2 separate regions of the Danio rerio genome follow, and region 1 is linked to region 2. Evidence: chromatin contacts called from public HiCAR-type data. All regions are on one chromosome and are shown on one strand. Each heading gives the region's core, a stretch centred on a gene start, on an enhancer-like site or on the middle of the called end of the contact. The rest is flanking DNA. Distances are from core to core; before and after follow the strand shown. Region 1 holds the start of lyz (lysozyme). Region 2 holds the start of zmp:0000000991.

Evidence for each region. HiCAR-type assays count read pairs that join an accessible place to other places.
Region 1: a contact with region 2 is called in a HiCAR-type map of caudal fin, with 3 times the contacts expected there. The contact joins the promoter of lyz here to the promoter of zmp:0000000991 in region 2. A contact is called at or near these places in 3 of 18 Hi-C or Micro-C datasets (caudal fin, gastrula embryo and an unstated tissue) and 1 of 4 datasets of contacts at active chromatin or transcription factors (caudal fin).

The regions. Positions count from the first base shown.
Region 1 is chr24:27,958,068-27,963,381 of GRCz12tu, reverse strand. lyz (lysozyme) reads left to right here and starts at 3,716. Exons shown (of 4, transcript NM_139180.1): 1 at 3,716-3,880; 2 at 3,984-4,139. The coding sequence starts at 3,745. It overlaps abcc13 (ATP-binding cassette, sub-family C (CFTR/MRP), member 13), which reads left to right. Exons shown (of 24, transcript XM_073940721.1): 22 at 237-431; 23 at 511-619; 24 at 2,365-2,461. The coding sequence ends at 595.
Region 2 is chr24:27,916,101-27,921,374 of GRCz12tu, reverse strand. zmp:0000000991 reads left to right here and starts at 2,092. Exons shown (of 5, transcript XM_073940713.1): 1 at 2,092-2,390; 2 at 3,319-3,458; 3 at 3,599-3,758. It also overlaps a transcript of chodl not described here.

The DNA of each region.
Region 1 (5,314 bases), core at 2,467-4,966, 40 kb before region 2:
CAATCATAAGTACAGATCTAAATGGTTTATTGCTTCATGAGACAATATAGTTTTCTCCGTGGCAACCTCAGTGTAGTAGCACAACAAACAAGAGGTTGATCATGGGGAAAATGTGTGTGTGTGTGTGTGTGTGTGTGTGTGTGTGTGTGTGTGTGTGTGTGTGTGTGTGTGTGTGTGTGTGTGTGTGTGTGTGTGTGTGTGTGTGTGTGTGTGTGTGTGTGTGTGTGTTGTGTTAGCTTTGGTCAGAGGAGGCTGCTGTGTTTGGCCAGAGCTCTGCTGGCCAGGGTCAGAATCCTGCTTGTTGAAGAGCCTCTTCATCATGTGGATCCAGAAACTGAAGATTTGCTGCAACAGGTGATCCACGCGGAGTTTAAAGACTGCACAGTCCTGTTTCTCAGTCAAAACCCACTCAGTGTCCTGCACACGGACAGGTCAGAAACCACACTGAGACACGTCCTGTTATTAATAGTCAAGTTTGAGGGATTTATGATGTGGTGTTGTTTTCTTCAGGGTGCTGGTTTTGGACAAGGGACAAGCTGTGAAGTTTGATGCTCCTTCCACTCTCCTCCAGCAGGGGCCGCTGTTCAGCCAATAAGATCAGACCTGCTCTTACACTACAGTTAATATTGACAAATATTTCAGCGTATCCATTTCACATCATATTTTAGGAACAGTAAAACACAGTATTTATTAATCAGTTATGAGTATTTTAAGTTAATTTGAATATTAATATCAATCAGTTTTTAGTTAATGAAGGTTAAATTACAACAAACAGATTTTGAAATATTCTAGCAAGTTGTGAGGATTACTTTCAATTTTTACATTTCAGCTGATTTTCGTTTTGTTTATATATATATATATATATATATATATATATATATATATATATATATATATATATATATTAAAATATAATTATCTACATTTTGATTTGTAGTGATTAATTTTTATTGATATTAATTTTATATTATTATTAGAAGTAGTAAATTAAGTTTTAATTATAACAAACAAATTTTAAGTATTGTAAGTTGTGAGGGTTACTTTGACTTTGTTTACATTCCTTTCAGCTACTTTACATTTTGTTATTTATTTATTTGTATTCCTTTTATATTTATTTGCTAATATAATTATGTAGATTTTTATAATGTGTTATTTTAATTTTTTAAATTTTTTTAATGTTAAATGTATATTGTATATTTAGATTTATTATTAAGTTGATTAGTATGATGTATGAATTTATTACTGAAGGTTTTTTAACAATTAATTGAAGCAAAACAATATTTAATAAGCACAGACATACCAGTTTACAGAGTAACTCCAGTAAAGGACTGGTTTATTTATTTCATTTTTCGCCATACATTTGATTAGAAGAGTTTGACTTGGGTTGATTATAGCAAATAGTGGAACACAAACAGATTTTGAAATATTCTTGCAAATTTATTTATTAAATCCATTCAAATATTGTCATTTTTTGTACTGTGTAATTTATATTGATTTGCTCATACAATATTTACATTTCGCTTAAACAATACACTATTATTTATATTTAAAAATAGCTATATATAAATCAAATGTATAGCTCTTTTTTACACAATTAATCAAAGCTAAAATATTTGTCACACAAATACAGTAAGCCACTTCACAATGATATCTTCAAAATCTGTGCTTGACTGAATCATTTCATTTATTGTTTTGTAATTCACATTATACCTTACGTTCTCCAGGCACAGTTTGAATTGTTGATAAATGAAGATAATACATCTGATTTAATTAGTCTCCTTTGTTTATAATAACTTTAATCTAATTTGATAGTAATAATTCCAGCAATACATCCATTACAATAAAAATCGCTTTTTTATTTTGCACATTAGTTTGCCGGTATTTGTTTAAAGTTTCACCATACTTTTAAATCATGTGCTATTTGAAAAGGGCTGTTATGACTGGAATTAAATGTTTTTTTTTATATCAGTGTTTTAGATTGAAGTACAATATTTATAGGTAAAATTCACCAGCATATGCTTAAAGATAGCCATGCTCCAGGTCCTTGTGTCCTTCTAAGGTCTGTTTGTGGTTTAAGCTGTTTGTTGACACACGCTTGTCTTCTCCATTTTTCTGTGAAGTTATTGTCAGTTTATTGCACACTGGGTTGCATTAAGCTGCAGTTTTTTCACAACAGTTTTCCACATTGTAACAGTCAGTCTCCAAATTATTCCATCAGTCCTCAAATTTAGTCATTTGAGGCCATGAAAACACTTAAAACTACATGAAGGTAGTTTGGCATTAGGTTTTAGACTTGTTCTTGTTTGGCATATTGCAACCTGTGTAAAAATGATTTGATTTTTATTTTTTTTTTTTTTTTTTCAGAAAGAAACGGTCCAAAAAGAGTTATGTGAACATTTATCCATGTGTTTAATGTTTTTTAAATTAAAAAAAAACATTTTTATTAAACCACTTGTGACTAAACCTTTTTTAGTTATTCTATTTTGTGACGAGTCTGAATGGCCAAAGTACTCTTGAATCCAAAATCTTTATAGTAAAATGTTTAATCTTACTTGCAGTGTTGGGTATAATTTGTAACAAAGTTGAATTCCATATCTGCTGAGTGAAAAAGTAAAGTAAGAGATTGCTGTAAATATTTAGGTTATTTATTTATTAATACAATATAGAAAGTAACAAAACACAATGTAAAAAATCAATAAAGAAAGTAAATATTAAAAGTAATGATAAACTAATGATGTAAACAATATTAGCAACAAAGTTTGTACAATTCAGGGAGGGTAAAGAATTTCACCTAATAGTCAAACTCTGTATTAAATAATATAAAATCTTTGTTCTTAGTCTGAAGAGGAGACTGTGAGAGAAAGCTTACTGGTTGTTAAATTAGAAAATTTGTAACTTGCAGATTAAAATGATTTAAATAATTTTATAAAGGCCATGTTTGAAACAAATGTAAAAACATAATAAATGTTAAGAATTTCAGATATTGAGATTTTACAATTTAAAAAAAGCAATAAAGTAATAGCAGAGACCTACACTCTTAAAGTAAATTACCCAACTCTGCTTACTAGTAACTTTTGGAATAGTTACTAGTATCCATTGAACAAATACTAGAATCTAATTAAATTGTGTGAGTGTCCAATGAAAAGATTCTTGTATTTAAAACAGTACCAGTATCTATATATGTACAAAATTTAGTGCTAGCAAAATGCAAATAAATACTACTGCATATAATGGATTGCATTGTAAATCGACTCGCCATAATACATTTATTTCCTATTTTTACTTTTAACAAAAAATAAGTTCACTGAGTATTTCATGTCATTAAATCGCATTAAACCTCTTGCATGCTTTATGTACACTAGTGCAGTTCGCTAAATGACCACCGGTGTCACTAATAACACGATCGTTTCTGAATTCTGCATTAAACGCCATTTATACGTTGCTCTTATTAGTAAACAATTTCTCCATCATGAGCTCGACCAGTATTGCATATTTCATCCTCTTAAATCCAGAGTTGTTTCTTTTAATCACTTTCTCTTCATGATAAAAGCAGTTTTTGGTTTTCAGAAGTTTACAACAAACCCAGTCAGTTATTGCCTCAGCAAACACTGGAGCAACTGCACACTTGTGAAAAGCTTCTTGCGAAACACAAACCTTTCTCTGGACTTATAAATAAAGGCATTCAGCAGCTCCACCATACACCTCCACTGGTCTTGATAAAGCAGATATCAGCAGTGATACAATATGAGGCTGGCAGTGGTGCTTTTGTGTCTGGCGTGGATGTCCTCGTGTGAAAGCAAGACACTGGGACGCTGTGATGTTTACAAGATCTTCAAGAATGAAGGGCTTGATGGATTTGAGGGATTCTCCATTGGCAACTGTGAGGTTTATTTTTATTCTCATTACAAATATGCAGGATTTAGCCATTTTGTTTCTGTATTAGCTAATGATAAATATGTTGTTTCTGATATGAATTTGAACAGATGTGTGCACTGCCTACTGGGAAAGCAGGTTTAAGACCCACCGAGTGCGTTCAGCTGATACGGGGAAGGACTACGGGATCTTCCAGATTAACAGCTTCAAGTGGTGTGATGACGGGACCCCTGGTGGGAAGAATTTGTGCAAAGTGGCCTGTTCAGGTATGGTATTCTTGTAAATAGTTTATGTCAGAGGTGCCCAAATTTGGTCCTGGAGGGCCGCTGTCCTGCATAGTTGCAACTTGCTTCAACACACCTCTCTGGAAGTTTCTAGTATACCTAGAAAGAGCTTGATTAGCTGGTTCAGGTGTGTTCAATTGGGGTTATAACTAAAATATGTAGGACACCGGCCCTCCAGAACCGAGTTTTAAATGTTAAATTTGGCATGAAAACTTTAGATATTGGTAGCAAATTTCAGAAAACGGTCATAAATATGTTCACCAGCATGGACCACACCACACTTTAAGCTAGACTTTATTGTAGGGATGAAAGGGATGAAGTGGCATGAAGGGGAAGGGAAGTAAGAGGATAAACAGTGAACAGGTTGATTGGGTGTCCTACGATGATGCCCAGAGACTCAGAGTGGGGGTAGTGTCTCTGTAATGTTTTGATATAAGAGAGGGTTATAGGATTCTTAATGGGAAGCAAGGAAATAAAGGGAGGGAAGGTGGGTTTGAGAGAATGAGAAGTACAGTGCTAGAGGGCTGGTCTGCCTTAAATAAGTTTTAGAGAGTACGTGATTGGTTAAGGAGGCAAAGTGAGACATGGGCCTGCTGCCAATTCTTTGTTAATAATTTAACTTCATTAAGGTAGCATGTTGAATTGAACTTCAAATATAAAAGAAGAAAAACTTGAATAGTATTTTCCAAAATTTCTTGTAAACTTCTCAAATAATTACAAAGAAACAGAAACAAAAACCTTTGAATAAAATACTGAAAATATGTTTTCAAAACCATAGTTGAGACAAAACGCATAAAAAGACTGATTCAAAAGTTTATCTAAAAACAGAGTGTCCGTGGGGTTTTAAGAAGATATAAAAGTTGATAAATCAATGAAGAAAATTTTATTTATTTATTTTCTATGTATATATATATATATATAAATTTTTTTTTTTCACTTTTATGTGAGATAGAACAGTGGAGATTTCAGACAGGAAAGTATTGAGAAAAAAGAGAGGGGAAGGGCTGGCAAAGGGCCTCAAGCTGAGAATCAAACTCAGGTCACTGCAAAGCACCATGGTGCTATATGTCGGCACACTTAACCACTTGACTATTGGCGCCAACAATGTAAAGATATTTAAGGGCCTTAAAAGGTATTAAAAAGTCTTAAATGCTGTT
Region 2 (5,274 bases), core at 843-3,342:
GTTTACATGAGTTGCTTTTTTAATGTTCCTTTCGTGATCCTGTTTTAAATGTTATAACACATAAATCAAAGTCATCGCGCTATCCATGTTTCCAAATTTCTTATCATATCAGGTGTTCATTTTAATTTGTCAACTTTAACTGCAGTTTGGCATTTTTTACTTTCATTCAGGAATATTTCATGCATGCCCGCCGTGACAAACGAGATATTAGATGCGAGTATGAACTGCTGGAAAATGTAGTTTTAATGGAATTTGATACCACATGCCTTACGGGAAAAAATAAATAAAAAATCAGCATTTCATGATCCAAAGTCTGTAGTCCTTTAGTGACTTTGTAGGTGAAGAGAATAGTGTCAAACAGCCGTGTGTGTATAGAGTATCCTGTCACAAAGTGCAGCGAAAATCCTACACAACGGTAATAGATTGATTAAGATGTTTACATGAAGGTACTGCATTTCAATAATGCGACTAAAATCACCATACTCCACGTCTCAATCCGATTTCTGTTTAGTTCGATTATGACCTTAATTGGATAAAATTAATCAAAAATCGCTGTTTACATGGTCAACTTTTAATCAGAGTATTGTATTAATCATACTGAAATCAGATTATTGATGTCCATGTAAACGTCCCTAGTAGCAAAGAATTCTGGCCCAGATTTGGCATAAAGCTGGCACAGCAGGCATTCATCCGGCACTGGCATACAGCATGTGGGCCAAACATGGCCCGGGTTTGGCAGAGGTGGCACCATTTTTAAGGCGGCACACAAGATTTGGGCCAGATGAAAAATGTAGTATTTGGCCCAGATTTAAAAATTTGATAAGTGGGCCATGTCAGTTTGGCCAGTCTTGACCCACATTTAAAATACACTAAAATCATTTTTAAATAAAGAAAAAAAATTCTACCAATCAGGTCACTTTGAGAAAAAGCATGCCCATAGTGTGCCTAAAGCGCATCACTCCATGGGTTTATCAATTTCATTGCAATCGTGACACACCAACCTCTCTGGCCCAGTTCAGGCCCAGTTATGAGTTATTAACTTGGCTGAGACTTGGCCCAGATATGGTCTGTGTTTGGCCCTTGTCTGGAAGCCAGATTTGGTCCAGTCATGTACCGTAATTCACTGCGGCATGTGGGCCAAGCAAAACCTGATTGTGTGGGCCAGAGCTGGGCCAGAGAAATTTTGCTATGTGGGGTAGTCAGTGAAAACCATTAACCATGCTTTTGCCACACTAACCATAAATCATGATATTTTGTAGTAAGATTGTGCCAATGCAAATGGAAAATAAAACGGCAAAACCATGAATAACCTACAAAACTTTACTGTTCAAAACTATTCATTATGGTTATGGGTGTGATTCAGAAACTAATGTTTTTAGTGGAATCATTTCCAAGATTGGTTATATGACTACGACTTTATGAATCAGACTAAAATCAAAGCAGGATTTGTTTTAGCAAGGGATGGTTTGTGTTATTTAATTGCTGACTCACCCTCAGGCCATCTAAGATGTAGGTCACTTTTTTCTTTATCTGAACACAAGCTGACTTTCCAAAATCATAACTGTGTAACAAATTGCATAAACCCAAAAACAACCAATTTTATTAATTTAAAATAGTAATAAAAAGTCATATGTGGATTTATTGTAGCCTTTAATGAGAGTAAACCAGAAGGTGCTTCTGTGTGACGCAAATGAATCACTGAATCGGTTCTTTAGAGTGAACTTTTATGAAGAACCGATTCGCATTGATAATACGTAGGCCTGCTTTTGTTTACTATCACCCGCACAAATATATTTTATTTATATAAATAAAACACGGCTTGTTTATTCTCTGTTGCTATCATCATAGGTAATACTTATATTTTATATATGACTGAAACACTTTCTCTTTTGGAAGAAGTCCAAATATCACAAGTTCGCATGACATACAAAAATAATAAATAAAACGCAAACGTTGTCTTGGCATAGAATTTCTATATGTCCTGTAATACACTCGCCATTTTAAAGTACAGAGTTTGTTACCAAAACACAAGCGCGTTCCCGCACTTCCGCAGCTCTGCTCTGCATAACACACACACACACACGCCTCGGTGGGAAAGAAACACATGACGGGCTGCGGCTGCCAGACTCTGTTGAGAATGACGGCTGTCCCACACCGTTTCTCCGCTGGAATTTACAGTCGTGGCTCTGTGAGGGTACTTAAGTGTACAGCTGATGCCCGGAGGGTATAAAGGGAGGTAACCGAACTAGATGCGCCAGCTACAGTCAGCCTATAATGTCAAAACATGATGCGAAGGTGCAGCAGTCAAGTTGTCAAAGCGGAGTGAAAGCCAGCGTGACTCGCGTTGTCTCAGATCAGGAGAGATTTTACACACACACTGACAAAACACGGTAGGCTACAAAGTTTATAAGTACTCGCTTACGCTGTGAGGATACTTTCTATTTCTCAAACTCTACTTTTCTTACTTTCATTTCTCTTAAACTGAACTTTAACCCAAGAAAGCCTGTAGCTTTAAGAGGACAGGTTGAAGTTCTTACGTAGTTCTAGTTTTCGTAAATATTAATTTGCTGACAGTTAGGTGCATCAGTCACAGCAATTGAATTTCCTAAAATCAAAGAATAATAACAATGTCAGTGAATTGAACAATAATTCAAGCATTGATTTTTTTTTTGTATAGCACCACCCCAGTTATATACCCCAGTTATATAATACATGTTGCCTGCACAGAGAAGTGCTCTTTTAAACAATCAAAAATGTAAATATATATATATATATATATATATATATATATATATATATATATATATATATATATATATATATATATATATATATATATATATATATATATATATATTTACCAACATGTTTGCTTGACTACATCTCAGTTTAATGAGATGATTTTAATTACACCTCTATGACATAATGAGTTGTCATTACTCTTCTGCTGAATGTCTGCTTAACATGTCTCACCATGTTTATGGTAATACTTAAGCTCTTATGCAATTTGTTACACCCATTTGGTCTCATTAGGTCATTCCTTAAAAAAAAAAAAATCATTTCACTAAGTGGTAATTTGGCCAAAGCTGTCCACTAGGCTGATCTGTTGATCATTTTCTTGTGGAGGCGTGAGCACAAACATGAAATGTCCCTGTTGGAGGCATGTGCTGGGTGTTATTGTAAAGAATTTTTCTGAAGGGAGTGAACCTTGAACTTCACGGTTTAACTAAATAGTTGCAGACATGTGGATTTCATGCGTCTGCAAAGAGAAAGAGACTGCTGTCGGTGTATTGTATTGTAATGCCAAGGCTTTGTTAGTTTTCAGAATGTCAGTAAGCAAGAGAAATTAAATCCTGCTGCAGCTTCTCAACATAACCACAACAAGGAGGATTTAGAGACAAGAACTACTTCATCTCCACCACCGTTGCAGTTAAAAGGGCAGCAGAAAAGCAGCAGAGGTGTGATTGTAATCTTGCACATAAACAGATCATTATAAATTCATAAATATTTGATCATTTTATTGACAAGCATTTTCTGCCATGTTGAGTTGTGTTCTTTTTAACACTTCTGTTTGTTTTTTTTTTCTTTCGCTGATCAGATTTGCAAATCAAGCAGATATTACTGTTTGGATCCAAGAATACATCCAAAGAACAGAGGGAATCTACCAGATTCACCTCCACCATCTCTATCAAGCTTCCCACCAGAAGAAATAAAAAAGACACAGCAGAGGAAAAAAAATTACAAGCGACAACAAACTTGTGAGTGTGAGAGTGTTTTTCACTTTGTCATGCTTAAAAATAAATATATAGTATAATGCTAACATATTTGGATTGTCTGCTCATAGATTATTGAACTGTTGCAATGTAATCTTTAGCAAATCTAAACATTATTGTCTAGTTTTTTTGTGATTACTTCCATTTACAACAAATGCTTTTAGTTTTACACTTTAAAATATTTTAGTGTTTGACTCCTTTTTAGAAAAAAATATATAAAACTTTAGTCAGCCAATTATCAGTTACTCAATAGAAATAATTATCGACTGTAATAAAAGTTATTATCGGCTTATGTTTGTTAGCCAGAAATTAAAAAAATAAAGGTGTCAATATTGTGTCATTTAAAGTGATGCCATGGAAGAATCATTTGTTTTGCGTAGTGAACCTTGTTTTTCAATAAATATTTTAATAAACTAAAGAACTATTTAAAGCTAAAAGTTAAAAATGGAACTATCAATGTCAATGAAGAATATTCAGAAGAGTGAATATTGTTGTTAGGCATTGGACAATAACTGTTTACAAGGTTTACCGCAGTTTGGAAAAAAGTCAAGGTTTTAATGCCACTAAAATGTTCTGTTACACCGTTCCCAAGGTATATGTAAGTTTTTTTAATGTATTTTTATTTTTTGTAAAGAAATCTTTTTGAAACTAAAAAGGAGAGCAGAAATCAATGCTTTAATAATAATAATAATAATAATAATAATAATAATAATAATAGCCTGACATATTTACTATACCAAAATATTATAAATTTTTCTTAAAAAAAAATATTTTGTGTTCAATGGGGACAAATTTTTTTTCACCCAGACATTTAAAAAATAACTTTTTAATTTTTATTTTAGAGCAGTAATCACAATACCGTCATGGTATTTTTTTCCAAGGTTATCATACCGTCAGAAACTTATACTGGCCCATGCTTAATTGTTGTATCCCTTTATGTTTACTGAAAATTCTTTATTGGTATTGATGCCTGCGTGAGGAACTATTTACATCCATGAACGTTTCAATTACACAAAGTTCTTTAAAGTAGAAAATGTTTATTATACCATTAAAATTTTCTGTACAGGTCCCCGTTTATTAAATACTTTGAAGAACTCCCTGGCCTTTAGAATTCATTAATTTAATTTAATTTAATTTAATTTAATTTATTGTAATTTAATTTAATTTAATTTTTGTTCATTTTTTTTTCATTTATTTATATGTTATTTCTATTTTGTACTCTTCGGATGTTTCCAAGCCCTTCATGTCAAATGATAACATATTTACTATACAAATATGATATAATGTATTCCCTCACCATTAACTTTGATAAATCTGGAAGGTTTTGTGATTCAAGATGAGATGACCTGGGTTGTTTTTATATTAAGATGCACCTTTTGTATAATTCTTTATTATAATAATAATAATTATTATTATTATTAATAATATTATTATTTATTATTAATATTATTTTAATGTTGCCAAGCCTCTCATGGTAAATGATAACATATAGTCTGAACAA